5 separate regions of the Sus scrofa genome follow, and regions 2, 3, 4 and 5 are each linked to region 1. A link is a contact called in public Hi-C and HiChIP or PLAC-seq data. All regions are on one chromosome and are shown on one strand. Each heading gives the region's core, a stretch centred on a gene start, on an enhancer-like site or on the middle of the called end of the contact. The rest is flanking DNA. Distances are from core to core; before and after follow the strand shown. Region 1 holds the start of USP34 (ubiquitin carboxyl-terminal hydrolase 34). Region 2 holds the start of KIAA1841. Region 3 holds the start of C3H2orf74. Region 4 holds the start of FAM161A (protein FAM161A). Region 5 holds the start of PEX13 (peroxisome biogenesis factor 13).

Region 1 (2,800 bases), core at 207-2,706:
TTAGCCTGGGAACATCCATATGCCAAGGGTTGGCCCTAAAAAAATAGACAAAAGACAAAAAAAAAAAAAAAAAAAAAAAAATCAGAATGTGTCTTCTATACATCCTAGTACTTCATATTTATGGTAAGAATTGTCCTCATTTTCAAGAACTGTTATGGGTTCTCTCTAGTCTTAAAAAACATAGCTGACAGATACTTACAAATACTTATTAAAAGAATATATCAGTTACGAATGTGTTTGCTACAAGTAACGGAAATCTAAGAGTGGCTTAAGGAAAAAAGGTATTCATTTTTCTCACATAAAGGGTAGATAGTTGCTGTGCAATGCATCAGTTCAGCAAAGTCCTATACTTTATCCTCAACTTTAGGTTGGCTTTTACCGTTTGTGGTTTAACCGTTTTAAAAAAAAAAAATCAAACTGGGATGCTGCATTGAGTATCAAGGCCATGTTTCAGGCAGGGCACATCTGCTGAATTTGGCCCTTTTTTTTAGGAATGGGAAATTCTTTCCCAAAGACCCACTCTGCAGATTTCTGCTTACATTTTATTGGCAAGAACTCAAACAATATGGCCAACCCTAGAGAAATCATACTCGATGCTTTAAACCAAACACAAATAGTCCTTGGGGCTTCTCAGAGTCTCACCTGCGACCTGAAAAACAAACAAACACACTTGGGTTTGGAAAGAGATGAGGGGTGGATGGAATGGGCATTGGATGGGCAATGGCTGCTACAGGATCTAAAGTCTGAAGAAACCCATGTTTTGTGGGAAGGACGGGAAGAAAGGAAGATGATGGCACAATAGCTATAGCTTTTATGGATCACCTGCTCGGATGGAACAACTTAAAATAGGTTTAGCAAAAACTTTATAGCATTTATTTCAAGCGGCAGAACGGCAAAGAATACCGGGAAGGTGGTCCTGGCATAGAGAGATGGTGTGACCTAACCTCAACAAAACCTGTGCAAGAATTGCTATTAAGGCCTCCACAGCTGCTCTGGATACATATCTTATGAATATCATGTAGACTACTTCTGGACTTTTCAGTCATATCTCCATATAACGTAATGTTTATAGAAATCAAGAAGTTATCGGTGCAGGGGAGGGAAATTTCCCCAAAGCTGGCTAACTGCGCGACATTAAACTCCAGCTGAGCGCCCCCTTCCCTCCACCTGTTCTTCATCATCCCCTCCCCTTCTTAATACCCGACTTGTTTGCTCTTCGCCCGGGTGGATAATACGCTACTTCAGGTGAAGACTCGCAGCTGGGGAATTCGTAGGGGGCCCTCTTGCGTAAAAAGGAGGAGATGCCAAGCGAACACTCTTCGCTCCGCCATTTCTTGTCACATCAAGGTGTCTTTCTCCTCGAGGACGGATGAGCCGTACAGAGTAGAGAATAGCGAGAAACACGCCTGCAGGTTAAGGCGGCCCCAGGCTGTTCCATTCTCACAAAACCCTGAGGGGAGAGGGCCGCGTGCCCCCACCTGGGCTGCGGCATCTCCTCGGCCGGCTCTCCCGAACCCTAGCCTCCTGAACTTCAAAGTCCGGGAGGGGGACGGGACAAATCAGCATCAAGCCCGCCTCGGAGGCCCGGAGGAAAAATGGCGAAGCGCCGGGCGGGGGACAGGGAGGCGCGAGCGACCCGGCGCTCGCTGGGCCTCCGGGCCCGCGCAGTGGCCGCGGTGGGCGACGCCGCGCAACCGCGACCCGCTCGTTGTTCCGCCATCTTCTCCGACTCACCCGACTCCCCCCGCAGCGGCGCTGGCTTCGCGTTTCCCTTCCGGCCGCTGACTGAGATCCGGGCTGGGCGGGGTGGGCGAGCGCGCGGAGGGGGTGGACCGAGGGCGGGGAGGCCGGACGGAAGAGGAAAAGGAGGGCGGCGAGCCGGCCCCGGCGGGGTGTGGGGCGTGCGGCGTGTGTGCGGAGGGAGAGGTGGGAGGGCGGGAGGCGGAGGAATGAGAGCGCGAGGCACTACTCGTCGGCTCCTTCGCCCGGACGGAAAGAGCCGAGCGCAGTCCGAACGCTCTATTAAAATGGCGGCGGCGTCGGCGGTGGCCGCGGCGTCTGGTCGGTGAAGTGACTCTGCTGCTTCTCTCCCCACCCGCCCCCTCCCTCCCTCTCCCCTCCCCCGTCCTTCCCCCCCTTCCCCGCCGCCGGCGCCTCCGCGCCCCTCCGGCCTGCGCACCTCCCCTCGCCCCCCTCCTCTCCCCCGCCCGCTCCGGGGACCGCCGGCCCCCTCCCCCATTCTCCTGCTCCCCGCCCCGTCCCCACCGCCGCCCGCCCTCGTTGCTTCCCCGCCCCGCCGGCCGGCCGGCCCCCTCCTCCGCCTCTCTCCCCTCCCCCCGCCGGTCGGGATCAGTCAGTGCGATCCGAAGCGGGGGAGGGGGGGGCGGCGGCCGAACGATGTGCGAGAACTGCGCAGACCTGGTGGAGGTGTTAAATGAAAGTAAGTAGCCGCGGCGGCGGCCTGTCCGGGTGCTCGGTTTGGGGGTCCCCGCGTCGCTCTCCGGCCTCCCGGAGCTGCCGCGGCCTGCGGGAGGCGACGGCTGAGCCGGGCGGCGTGCGGGCCTAGCGCCCCGGGAAGGTGCGCGGTGGCGCGGCCGCCGCGGCGCCTCGGGCCCAACCCGGCCCAGTTACCTGGGCGCCCGAGTAGGGGCCGCGGCGGAGCTCTGGTTAGGCCGGGCCTGAGAGGTCTCAGCTCTCGGAAAGTTTCCTCATTACAGGTGTCAATTAACGAAGGCACTAATGAGCCTTCGCCTCCGTTGCCCTGCCGGGAAGGTGAGGGGAGGTGGGGACCGTGGACGAA
Region 2 (2,700 bases), core at 94-2,593, 420 kb after region 1:
AATACATAAATTCTCTCAGAATAGCTGGCACAGTGCATCCCATTCTGGAAAAGAAGTACAGACTTATCGAAAACTGACAATGGGGAAAAATTTGAAGCTCAAATTGCAGTATTACTAGATCTACTCCTATTCATGATAGAACAAGAAAAAGGTATTTTTTAGGCGTTCCCTGGTGGCTCAGAGGGTTAAGGATCTGGTGTTGTCTCTGAAGTGGCCCAGGTTTGATCCCTGGCCAGGGAACTTCTGCATGCCACAGGCAAGACCAAAAACAAAAACCTCTTCAACGTGAAACATGTTATTTGCCAAAAATAAAACTTCTATTTGTTTAACACACTACACTTTTTAAGAACACATCTCATGTCCTCTCTCCCTTTCCCATAATGCTGGATTATTTAAATGTATTAATAAGACCAATCCAAGTAATTAAGACAAAATAGAGGTCCACGACTGGCATCTGCTTTTTCCGTTTTTTCAAATATAAAAATGGTCTTGCAGACAGACTTGTTTTCCTAGGCAGTGGAGGATAGTAAGTGGGGGTGGGGGGCGGCATCAGAGCAGGTCAAAGGCCTTTGGCATAACAGAGTGGGCTATAACACGGAGTCACCCAGCACTGGGGTATAAGCCTTGTGCCCTGGCTTTCCGACACAACTGAGAACCGAGGCAGCTGGCTTTCATTGTGAAGGAGCAAAGAAAACCACAGCTGAAACGCAGGATAACGGGATCAAAGCCCTGCAAACCTTCGGCCCAGGGATTACGGCGCGGCACATCCTCAAGGCACCCCAGTCCTTTTCAGACTCTCGGCCTCCCCCGCACGGATCGAAACTCTCTGGGTGCACAGCGAGCCGGGGGCGGACAAAGGAGCCTGGCGGGTAACGGGACGAGGCGGGGGCAGTTGCTGGGAAGGGACCCGGGCGAGGCCGAGCTTGCAGACTTTGGGGCTCCCTCAGGTGGTCTGCAGGCTTCGGGGCTCTGGAGCAGACAGGGCCGGCAGGCTGTGGGCTGCGTGTGGGGCGTTTGGGGGCACTTTGGGCGAATAGGATGCCGGCCCAGCTCAGCCCTCCTCTTAGGGAGGAGGCCATGGAGGGAACTTGCTAGGTGCCCGCGGTACCGCCTCTCGCCGCACTTCCCGCCCCTAGCCGGCACCTGAACCCCCTCGGCGTCTCGCTCACCTCCACAAGGCCGCGGCGACCTTCGCTGCGTCTCCTTCACCGGCAGAAGCCAGCACTGCCGGGGCCATGAAGACCCCACAACCCAACCCGCAAACCCGGCCGGGGCGTCCTAGTTAGCTGTCCTTGTTAGCCCACAGGCGGCGGCGGGGTACCAGCGCCAGGGGCGGGGAAACGCCGGATCGACCCCGCCCGCCAATCGCAGGCCAGCGCCTCTGCAGCGGAGCCAATGAGAGACGAGATCCTGCTGCGCGGGCGGGAGTAGAGAAGCTGCGGTGGTGAGCGGGCGCCGCGCCTAGCCTAAGCCTTTTTCTTCCCCGCCCCCCTCGCATTCACTCCCTCAGGCTTGCCGCAGTGCAGCGTTGCCATCCTTTCAGCGTCTTGTCTCTTAGCAACCACATGCCCCGACCCTGAACTTAGGTGATCAACTCTGAGTCCAGAAGAAAGCGGAGCATAGGGGAAGTAGAAGAACTCAGATAAAGAATGAATTAAAACCGTTGTTGGCTTTGTATAGCTCCTTAGGTCAAGTAGAATGGGAAAGTTGCATGATCTGAGGGACATGGAAAGTATTTGGGTGAAGCATTGTCTTCAGCAGGAAGCATCTCTTGAAAAATGTAAATAGCTGTGGGTTACACATTAAGTTTTCATACATTAATAGGTTCAGCAAGTATGAACATTAAAGTTAGGCAAGATTTGTACCACAAAGAAGCTAGTTAGGTAAATTCTTAAAGAGAAGCTATTTGGTCTCTACTCCCTCTCTTCCTTTTTTTTTAATATATTTTTTTAATTTTAATTTTTTAATTACTCAAATGAATTTATCACATCTGTAGTTGTGTAATGATCATAACAATCTGATTTCACAGGATTTCCATCCCCCACCCCCCAAACTATCTCCTCCAGAGACCATAAGTTTTTCAATATCTGAGTCAGCATCTGTTCTGCAAAGAAGTACAATCTGTCCTTTTTTCAGATTCTACATGTCAGTGAAAGCATTTGATGTTGGTGTCTCATTGTATGGCTGACTTCACCTAGCATGGTAGTTTCTAGGTCCATCCATGTTGCAAAAAATCCTGGTATTTCGTTCTTTTTAATGACTGAGTAATATTCCATTGTGTACCACATCTTCTTGATCCCCTCCTCTGTCAATGGACATTTAGGTTGTTTCCATGTTTTGGCTATTGTAAATAGTGCTGCAGCCCTGTCTTCCTTTTGTAATCAGATAGGTTAGGGGGTACCCAGAGAAACAGAACCAGGAATGGCTTTCTTGAAATAAGGGAAGCCATTTTGGTCTATGCCATTTTGTGATCTATGCCTGGCCACAATGCTTGCCCTTGAAATAATGATCTTAAGGGAACAAAGGAGTGCAAGAACAGAGAAAAGGCAGTGATAGAGCAGAGTCCTAGCTCCTCCTCAAGAGATATTCATAATGATCCGTCTTTGAGTTCTGCAGGAACTAAGGCCCCCACCCAGGTGTAGGATGGAATAATGATGTTAATCCTCCGGCCTTCAATCAACTAAGACTTGGACTCAGCCA
Region 3 (2,700 bases), core at 79-2,578, 320 kb after region 1:
TTTTCTAAAGGTGCATTTTCCTAAAAATGCTCTTCCCAAGAGCAAGTCTTTGTTGTGGGCACAGCCTCTCCTTTCTCACTTCAGCTTTCAGTCACCCTTTTCCCTTTTTACAAGAGAAAGGTATGTATCTCCTCTGGCTATAACAACAGCACATCTCTCTGGGGTGTAAAATGTCCAGGGATGACACAGCACAGTGACAATTCAAGACATGGACATCAAGTTGAGAAAGCAGTAGCTCCAAGAAATTATCTTGAAAGTCAGATGTTTTCATATTCTTTCAATCAAATTGAGAAAGATGATAGATAATAATGTGATGATAGTACACAGTAATTTTTGGCATTAATTTAGGAGTCCAAAGAAATAACTGATACTGCTGTAATAGAATTTCTTCTTTTTTTTTTCTTCTGACTCAGTAAGGTGAACAAGTTTTTATAATAAAAAATTGAAATAAAATTGATGCTGAGTCCCAACCTTTTTGAGCTATCCTCAAAAATATAAGCCAATTGAAAAAAATCTACTCATTTCATTGACAGCATTTCCATAAAATGTTACTTCAATGTGATTTTGATCTTTTATGTTTGAATAATTACAATAAATCCACAAGACACGTTATCTTTTAGAGCCTTCTGGTCATGGGAAATGTAAACATTTTAATTTCATATACACTTTTTCCAAAGAAGTATGATAGGTAAACAAAAGACTTTGAAGATATATCAGGATAAAATTCTGTGGGGGAAGTGAATTAGAACTAGAGCTAACTTAAACAAAGGAGTGATGTACAATTTGTGTGCTAAAGATAAGCTTTTTAAATTGCTTTTGGTTTTTTAGTGAATGATGAATATCATATTTAGATGTACTGGATATTTTAAAGATTGATGTGGCAATGTTAAAACACCAACGTTTACATTATTCTGGAAATCACAGCCTTTGCAACTATGTAAACAATATGAAAAAATGTAAATGTTAAACTAAAAACATGCCAAAGGGGTACATAACTTTACAAAATTCTTCTAGGGTGTTGTAGGCAAAAAACTCTGAAGATCACTGCTGAGGAAAAATTCAGTTTTTGCTGAGAGGGAGAATAGAGAAACAGGATAGTGGCTGAAGGGTAAATGTTGGGTCAAGAGGGATGATTTAAAGTATGAGCTGAGGTGTTTCTAAGCTGACGAGAGTATAGGGGAGGAAAAATTCTTCTCTACCCTCATAGGGTCTCCAGCTGGGCCTTAGAATTTAACTGGCATTAAGAAATATTAGCAGGAGGAAAAAAAACAAAAAAAAACAAAAAACTGCTGGAGTTTCCGTCGTGGCGCAGTGGTTAACGAATCCGACTAGGAACCATGAGGTTGCGGGTTCGGTCCCTGCCCTTGCTCAGTGGGTTAACGATCCGGCGTTGCTGTGAGCTGTGGTGTAGGTTGCAGACGCGGCTCGGATCCCGCGTTGCTGTGGCTCTGGCGTAGGCCGGTGGCTACAGCTCCGATTCAACCCCTAGCCTGGGAACCTCCATATGCCGAGGAAGTGGCCCAAGAGATAACAACAACAACAACAAAAGACAAAAGACAAAAAAAAAAAAAAAAAAAATATTAGCAGGAGGAAGGCATACATATACATGGGACCATCACAAGAGAATGAAGATCCAAAGGAGTGACTAGATTAGAAAGCATTTATACCTTTTAGACAAAGAAACAATAAACTTATGAAGAAATGACAAGGCAAAGGGGTCTGGTCTAGGCACAGTAAATTATGGAAAGGTGGCTACAAGATAGATGAGGGCAGGGCAAAACAGATGAGTTATTTCAGTAAGTTTGTATATAGCGATCCACTTCAGCATCTATTCCCAGCCTATAGTGATAAGGGTTTTCTTCTCTTCCTGGTACAGGGAAGGCACATTTCTCATGGTAAATTTTATGGCCTGTTTTTCCAAACAATTGCTTAATTAGCCAAAAGTCCTTTTAGCAAGAAGCCCATCATTTCCCACTTGCAGAACACTCTTCCACAAACTGCCCAGATATTCCAGGGATGATGAGTTCTGTTTTTATTTTTATTTTTGTATTTTTGCTTTTTAGGCCACACCCATGGCATAAGGAAGTTCCCAGGCTAGGGGTCAAATCAGAGCTGTAGCCGCCAGGCTATGACCATGGCCCCAAAAATGTGGGATCTGTTAGGATGTATTTGCTTGCAAGTAACAGGAAATCCAATTCAACTGCCTGAAACAATAAAAGAATCACATTTTCTCACAAAAAGCCCTGAAAAGTCATTTAGCCAAAAAGTTACCCAAGCCCAAGACTTTAAGTTGTTCTCCTCTTCCATCTCTCAGTGTAGCAGCTTGGTTCTCTCTTGGTTCCACTCATGACTACAATGCAGTTTTAGCAACTCCAATCTTAATGTTCTGATATTACAACATCCAAAGGCCTGAAAGGGAAGAAAAGTACATCCCTTACTCATGCCTAGTTTTAAACATCGGGGAAATTTCCCAGAAGCTCCACAGTGGACTTTTCCTCACCTTTCATTATTCATAATCACATGGTCATTCTTAAATGAATCACTGGTAAGGGAACTTGACTCACCATTACTAGCCTGGACTAATCGAAATTCATCTTCTAGAAGTTTCCGTTGTGGCTCAGGGGAAACAAACCTGACTAGTACATGAGGTCAAAGGTTCCATCCCTACCCTTGATCAGTGGGTTAAGGCCAGCTTCCCTT
Region 4 (2,795 bases), core at 143-2,642, 380 kb before region 1:
ATAAGTACATGCATTTGTCAAAACCTATGCAACGATACATTTAAGATTTGTTCATTACACTGTATATGTTACATCTAAACAGAAAAGTACAAAAATAAGTCTTCCTGTGATGATGTAAGATTTGTTATTTTCTTCTTGTACATATGTCCATTTTGCTTTATATATTTTGAGGCTATATTATTAGATACCTGCAAATTTAGAATACTGCTGGTAAATGGAAGGTTTTCTGTCTTTCACATACACATACAATGTGTTTCTCCACACTTACTCCTCCTATTGTATTCTAACCTAGCCTAGCCTAATCTCCCGTTTTCAGTGCTTTAGCATGTAGATCTGCGTTGCTGATTTGGGGCCAGGCTTACAATAAATCCTAGCAAATTCTAAGAGGGGCGCGTGCAGCCACAGGATTAGCTGCATGCAAAGAACTAGAAGTCCCTTCTTTGGTCACTTGGGGCATCCATACTTCAAGGGCTTCCAGCTCTGGCTTCTGCTCAGAATCCAGCCAGAATCTGTTCCAGTGTTCGAAGCAAATGCTCAGCCAAAACAAAAAGCAGCCCGAAGACGGTGAGGGGGTTGGGAATTTTGCAGGTGCTCACGCTCTAGACCAGGCGAACAAGAAAGGCTTGGTATGATGGGCTCAGATCTCAGAGGTTCCAGATATGGAGCGCCGCATACTTAACTTTGTAGTGGTGCGGCAGGTTGAAGGGCCAGGCCTGGGAGGAGGCGGAAGGATAGGGCTGGGGAGGTTGCTGCAGCCTCAGTCTCAGGAAGTAGGGGCTTAGGTAGCTGAGACTGCAACATGCTCGCTATTTTAAGGCTAGGCCCCTCTTACCTGCGAGGGGTGTAGAGCGAAGGCGCCTGCGAAGCACCCAAATTCCAGGTGGGAAAAGTTGATGCGGGAGTGGTGGAGAAGAGGCTTGTCTGTTGTTATCGCTGGGAGCTTGCACACTTGGACCCCACCACTATAAAGCTAATGAACCCAAGCAGCAAACACTGGGTTCATACACCCGCACTGTCACTCACTGGCGAGGTTCTACCCAACTCTGGGCTTTCATTGGTCAGGCGGAAAGTATCGCTAGCCGGATTCGTTGACTTCTGCCAGCTCTCAAGTCAATCAGAGTAGAATGTGAGGCACTCCCTTCCATTCACCCGCTCCACCTCGCGGGAGCCATGTTAGCTAGCGGGGTGCAAACCTTGCCACAGGCCTGAGGCCGCAACACAGTAACATCCCCAGTTTTCCTGTGCCACCGCCGTTTCCTCCTAACATGTTATTTCAATGAATAAAAATGCGCTCCCCCCATAAAAGAGTAACTCATTAGTATAATGTGAGAAGTCTGCGTTTAGGCGGCGAAGCGCAAAGGGAAAGAGGTGCCTTGTTCCGTCCGCCAACGCTCTACGCCAGCAAAGACTCAGTCCTGATTCCCACTATCCAGGAGGCTCCGGGGTTTCCCGAAGCGTGCGCGGGTTTTGAGTGACGTTTGGTCGCTCGCGGCCCCTGTAGCGTCCCTAGTTACCAGGCCCCTAGTAACCACCACTCCAAGCCAGGAGCCGCCGGCTTCCCCGCCCCAGGCCAGCGCGGGCGCTAAGGCCTCGGAGGCGCGGTAATGGCCGCCTCGCACCAAACTGCGAAGCTGGCGGCTGGCAGTCTCCAAACCCCGGTCAGTCCCAACACCGGAGCGCAGATTGCCCAGTACGAACGTAAAGACCCCTTAGAGTCCCTGTCTGCGGCCACGGCGGCCTTGGAGGAGGAGGAGGAAGAAGAAAAGGAGAAGGAAGAGGAGGAGAAGGCAGAGCGGCCGGCGCGGGCGCCGGTAATGCAGGGGCGGGACGTGGGCTGGGGCTGGGCTCAGGCGGGGTGCAGCTGGAGGCTGGTCTGCGACCCCAGTGGTGAGGCGCTGGCTGGGAAATGCGCGCACTATTCGGATCCTCCCTAACCTGGTGAGCCTGGCCCACTGCGTTCTCTCTCCTCCCACAGAAAATGCTCAAAATCGAAGCGTTGAAAAGTCTTTTAATTTTAGCCAGAGATGCAAAATTTTCTTGGAGATTTACGTTTCTCTATTTCTAGAGAGTGCAAAGTACAGAACTTTACTCCTTATGCTCCATCGTCTGTTGGGGGTAGATACAGCTTTTCTTTTTTTTTTTTTTCTTTTCAACTTGAAAATCGATCTCATAGAGGATAACCTATAAAACGGAAGGAAATCAGCTGTGCTGTCAGGTGTGTTTTGTTGTCACCTTGATGTCCTGGTTATTAGTGCATCTTAATACAATACATGAGAGATGGTTTTTAAAACCATCCAGAGTTTAGTGGGTCGATCAGACACAGATATAGTTAAGCCTCCAGAGAAGCGAAGTACTGAGGTTCCAATAAATTATGGTTCCTCAGGGTAGGGTGAGACAGTCTTTTCACTGATCAATTTTCAGTGTCAAATGTGTTGTGAACCCCTGTCCACCAGGTCAAGTCTGCCATCTGCTCTATTCACTTAAAAGGTGGGAATCTTGAATTTTACCTAGCAATCTGCATATATAAACCTCCTTAAACCCAGTTAAAGATTTTTTTTTTTTTTTTTTTTTGCTGCACCCAAGGCATGAGAAAGTTCTCAGGCCAAGGAATCAAACCCCTGCCATAGCAGTGATGACTGGAGATCCATAATCCACTGTCACAAGAGAGCTCCATAAGATTTTTAATACGTTTTGTCCAAACTTTTTCAGATTCAAAATGTTGTGGTCTAGGGCTGATAGAAATCACTGGATATTTTGGATTTCTAATCTCTTTAATCCACACTGTTAATGAGAAA
Region 5 (2,700 bases), core at 25-2,524, 460 kb after region 1:
CCACCGCCACAGCAACACAGAATCCAAGAGGCATCTGCGACCTACTGCTCACTGCAACGCAGGATCCTTAACCCACTGATCGGGGCCAGGGATCGAACTAGCATCCTCGCGGATACTAGTCGGGCTCCTAAGCGCTGAGCGAAAAGATTACGAGATTTTAAAACATAGCAGAAATACATTCCAGTGCGTTGGGAATTTGGGGTGGGTGGGGGTGTGAAGGAGAAAATAATAGTTTTATTGCTTTGTCACAGCTAACCCATGTCCTCAAAAAGCTGTGTCCCCCTGTTGGGGATTTTTATTTAGGTAAACCTACCACAGTAGGGATTTGACATTCGAGTTTTTCTTCCTTGAATTAAGATGTCCAGATCTACTCAACACAAAACACACAAGGCTGTGAAATTTCCTCTTTTATTCTATTTTAACTTTTTTTGAGCTGTAAATCTATTTAACATTGATTACAACAAAACAATATCTCACAGGCTTAGAAAAATCACACTCTATCTAGCACACAAAGGCCACTCATAGGCCTCAGTTCTCAACTCCTGCTTTAAAGTTGCTTTTCCAAAACTTCATTGCTTTACGTAAGCTGGAAAAGAATGCACTGTGTATAGGCTTGAGCTCCAGTTGCGTTAAATGTGACCTGCTGACTTTTCACCAACTTGAGAAATGGTTAAAGGCTTGAGACTTTGTTCCCTATCAAACCGGGGCTGGGCAAATGCCTCTCTGAGCAGCTACGAACCGAAAGTCTAACTCTTTAAGGGGAAGAAGGGTAGGGGTGGCGGAGGTAGAAGAGTCAAACAGTTCCGTCAGAGTGTCCCGCAAACAGAAGAAACAGCCGCACCGTTTCTTCCAAGCCCCGGGACCCAGAAGCCCCCTGGAAAACGTCGCTACCGAAAACCGCCGAGCCAGAAGCAACTATCCGACACTGAAATTCCCGTTGCTGGCGCCCCGGCAGCACCTCGACCCGCTTAAGGCTGGGGGGCGGGGTGGGGACTGGATGAGAGGGGGAGGGGACACCTCACCCCTAATAACGGCCTCAACCGCCCCTTACCAAGTGCCCGCTCCGGCCCACAAAACTCGTGGCCAGAAGAATCAAACACTCACTGGAAAGTGGGGCCAGGTCCCGGTCCCGGCCCGGCCCCCGGAATCCGGCGGGTCTCCCAGGGTTTAGGGGGAGGAGGCGGCTGGGACGCCATCTCCACCTCCTCTCGGCTGCCGCTCTGCACTGGGCTCTGAGCCGGGACTCTCCAGGCCCGGGGACACCATCCGTTTGCGCGCAAGGCACAACTTGCAGAGCGCGGAACCCTCCACCCGGCCTGTCTCTGCAGTCAGGTTGTGACTTGTGGAGCTTTGCGGCTGGGACTACAGTCTATTAGGATACCACTAATCCAGGGGAAGAAATGCTCTCTTTTTCTTTGACCTAGAAGGATTTCCATTCTAAACCCGATGAGGGTAGGAGCTTATCGATACTTCTGGCAGCGGCTACAGTATCCTAGACATCGGAGTCCCACGGAAGCTTATTTGGGACAAGTCCGGCTCCAGCCGGGAATAGTGCCCCACGCATTCCTGTCCCCGCGGGGCGGGGGGGGGGGTGCCGGTCTGTGTGGCAGCTCGACTGATTTCCCTGCAAACAGGTAGGGGAGACTCCACTCAGTCCTCGAGTTAGCAGCTGGTACTTTCTTTCTAAAGCTCATGTTTCCTCGGGGAACAGAATTGCTAGACGCAATTGGTGCGTTGTCTTTAGTCCTCCCCGTTCCCACTGGAGGGCTGGAAGGGGTTAAATCTCAGGCTCCGGCGTCGTGGGAGAAGGTGAGGTGGGGAGATTTGAAGTGAGGGGGTGCGGACAGGGTTCTGGAGAGGTGTGGATGGAGGAGATCGTTTCCCACCAGCTGCAGAAGCTTTGGTAGCAGGGCGGTGAGTCGGAAGTTTCTTGGACCTGACTTAAGGGGAGCAAGGCTTGCTTGGTTGGCCACAGGAAAGACTCGAGGTTAGATTTGGGGATGAACTTTCCAGAAATCTAGAGTGGATTCCACTGCTGAGTGTTTATCAGTGGCGCAATGAAGTTAGGAGTGCCTCCTTTGGAAATCCACACTCCACCCCCACCCCACAAGAAGAATGACCCCCTTCTGTATGGAAATAAGTTCGAAAAGATTACAGGATTAGACTCAGCCTGGTTATTTTGCTGCCTCCTTGACTGCAGTAGTTTCTGTAATCGTGTGAGAAAGGAAAATCCATCCTTTCCTCTGGTAAACTAGAGACGGGGCCATTGGTTTGTGGAGAGGGACTCCATCCCCGTAGGGATCTTAACACGTGGGAGAGGTTCTTTTGCAATGAGAAGTTCCAGTTCTTTGTGTAAACATGTAAACGAAAAGCAAACATTTTAAAGGTAACCAACAGCGAAAACCTTACAGTATGGGGTATATTTCTCAGGGCTTGCTTTCAAAGATAATAAATCTAATATGGAACAACTGATTTCTGATGTCTTATAAAAGCCTGTCATTTCAGTGCAGTACATCAAGGTGAAACTGCCTTAAGGCATAAAGTATTTTCTCCTAATAATGTTAACTTTCTTGAAAAGTCGCTAGATTGTTGCTACGCGAAAATGATCTTGAGAGGTTTATAAGTTTCATTATTAACACATATGGAGGAGGGTTTTGTTTTTTTAAAACCTCTTGCAGTTAGTTACTCAAGGTTTTGTAA

What was found. Hi-C and Micro-C count contacts between places; a contact is called where the count stands out from the background. HiChIP or PLAC-seq counts read pairs in DNA pulled down with a chosen protein or histone mark.
Region 2: a contact with region 1 is called in a Hi-C map of skeletal muscle, with 6 times the contacts expected there. The contact joins the promoter of KIAA1841 here to the promoter of USP34 in region 1. A contact is called at or near these places in 1 of 47 Hi-C or Micro-C datasets (skeletal muscle) and 1 of 2 datasets of contacts at active chromatin or transcription factors (alveolar macrophages).
Region 3: a contact with region 1 is called in an H3K27ac HiChIP or PLAC-seq map of alveolar macrophages. The contact joins the promoter of C3H2orf74 here to the promoter of USP34 in region 1. A contact is called at or near these places in 8 of 47 Hi-C or Micro-C datasets (alveolar macrophages, embryonic fibroblasts, fetal skeletal muscle and 3 more) and 1 of 2 datasets of contacts at active chromatin or transcription factors (alveolar macrophages).
Region 4: an H3K27ac HiChIP or PLAC-seq map of alveolar macrophages shows a contact between it and region 1. The contact joins the promoter of FAM161A here to the promoter of USP34 in region 1. A contact is called at or near these places in 1 of 5 promoter capture datasets (liver), 1 of 47 Hi-C or Micro-C datasets (heart right ventricle) and 2 of 2 datasets of contacts at active chromatin or transcription factors (alveolar macrophages and skeletal muscle).
Region 5: a contact with region 1 is called in an H3K27ac HiChIP or PLAC-seq map of alveolar macrophages. The contact joins the promoter of PEX13 here to the promoter of USP34 in region 1. A contact is called at or near these places in 1 of 47 Hi-C or Micro-C datasets (embryonic fibroblasts) and 1 of 2 datasets of contacts at active chromatin or transcription factors (alveolar macrophages).

Annotation. Positions count from the first base shown.
Region 1 is chr3:80,329,441-80,332,240 of Sscrofa11.1, forward strand. USP34 (ubiquitin carboxyl-terminal hydrolase 34) reads left to right here and starts at 1,457. Exons shown (of 78, transcript XM_021087495.1): 1 at 1,457-2,061. The coding sequence starts at 1,596. LOC102166164 (a long non-coding RNA gene) reads right to left here and starts at 1,794. Exons shown (of 2, transcript XR_002342704.1): 1 at 1,735-1,794; 2 at 529-649.
Region 2 is chr3:80,744,963-80,747,662 of Sscrofa11.1, forward strand. It overlaps KIAA1841, which reads right to left and starts at 1,344. Exons shown (of 20, transcript XM_021087516.1): 1 at 1,170-1,344.
Region 3 is chr3:80,649,756-80,652,455 of Sscrofa11.1, forward strand. C3H2orf74 reads right to left here and starts at 1,329. Exons shown (of 4, transcript XM_021087505.1): 1 at 1-1,329.
Region 4 is chr3:79,951,306-79,954,100 of Sscrofa11.1, forward strand. It overlaps FAM161A (protein FAM161A), which reads left to right and starts at 1,393. Exons shown (of 7, transcript XM_003354802.4): 1 at 1,393-1,811. The coding sequence starts at 1,605.
Region 5 is chr3:80,789,833-80,792,532 of Sscrofa11.1, forward strand. It overlaps PEX13 (peroxisome biogenesis factor 13), which reads right to left and starts at 1,275. Exons shown (of 4, transcript XM_003481205.4): 1 at 1,105-1,275. The coding sequence starts at 1,196. It overlaps PUS10 (putative tRNA pseudouridine synthase Pus10), which reads left to right and starts at 1,412. Exons shown (of 19, transcript XM_021087518.1): 1 at 1,412-1,634. The coding sequence starts at 1,447.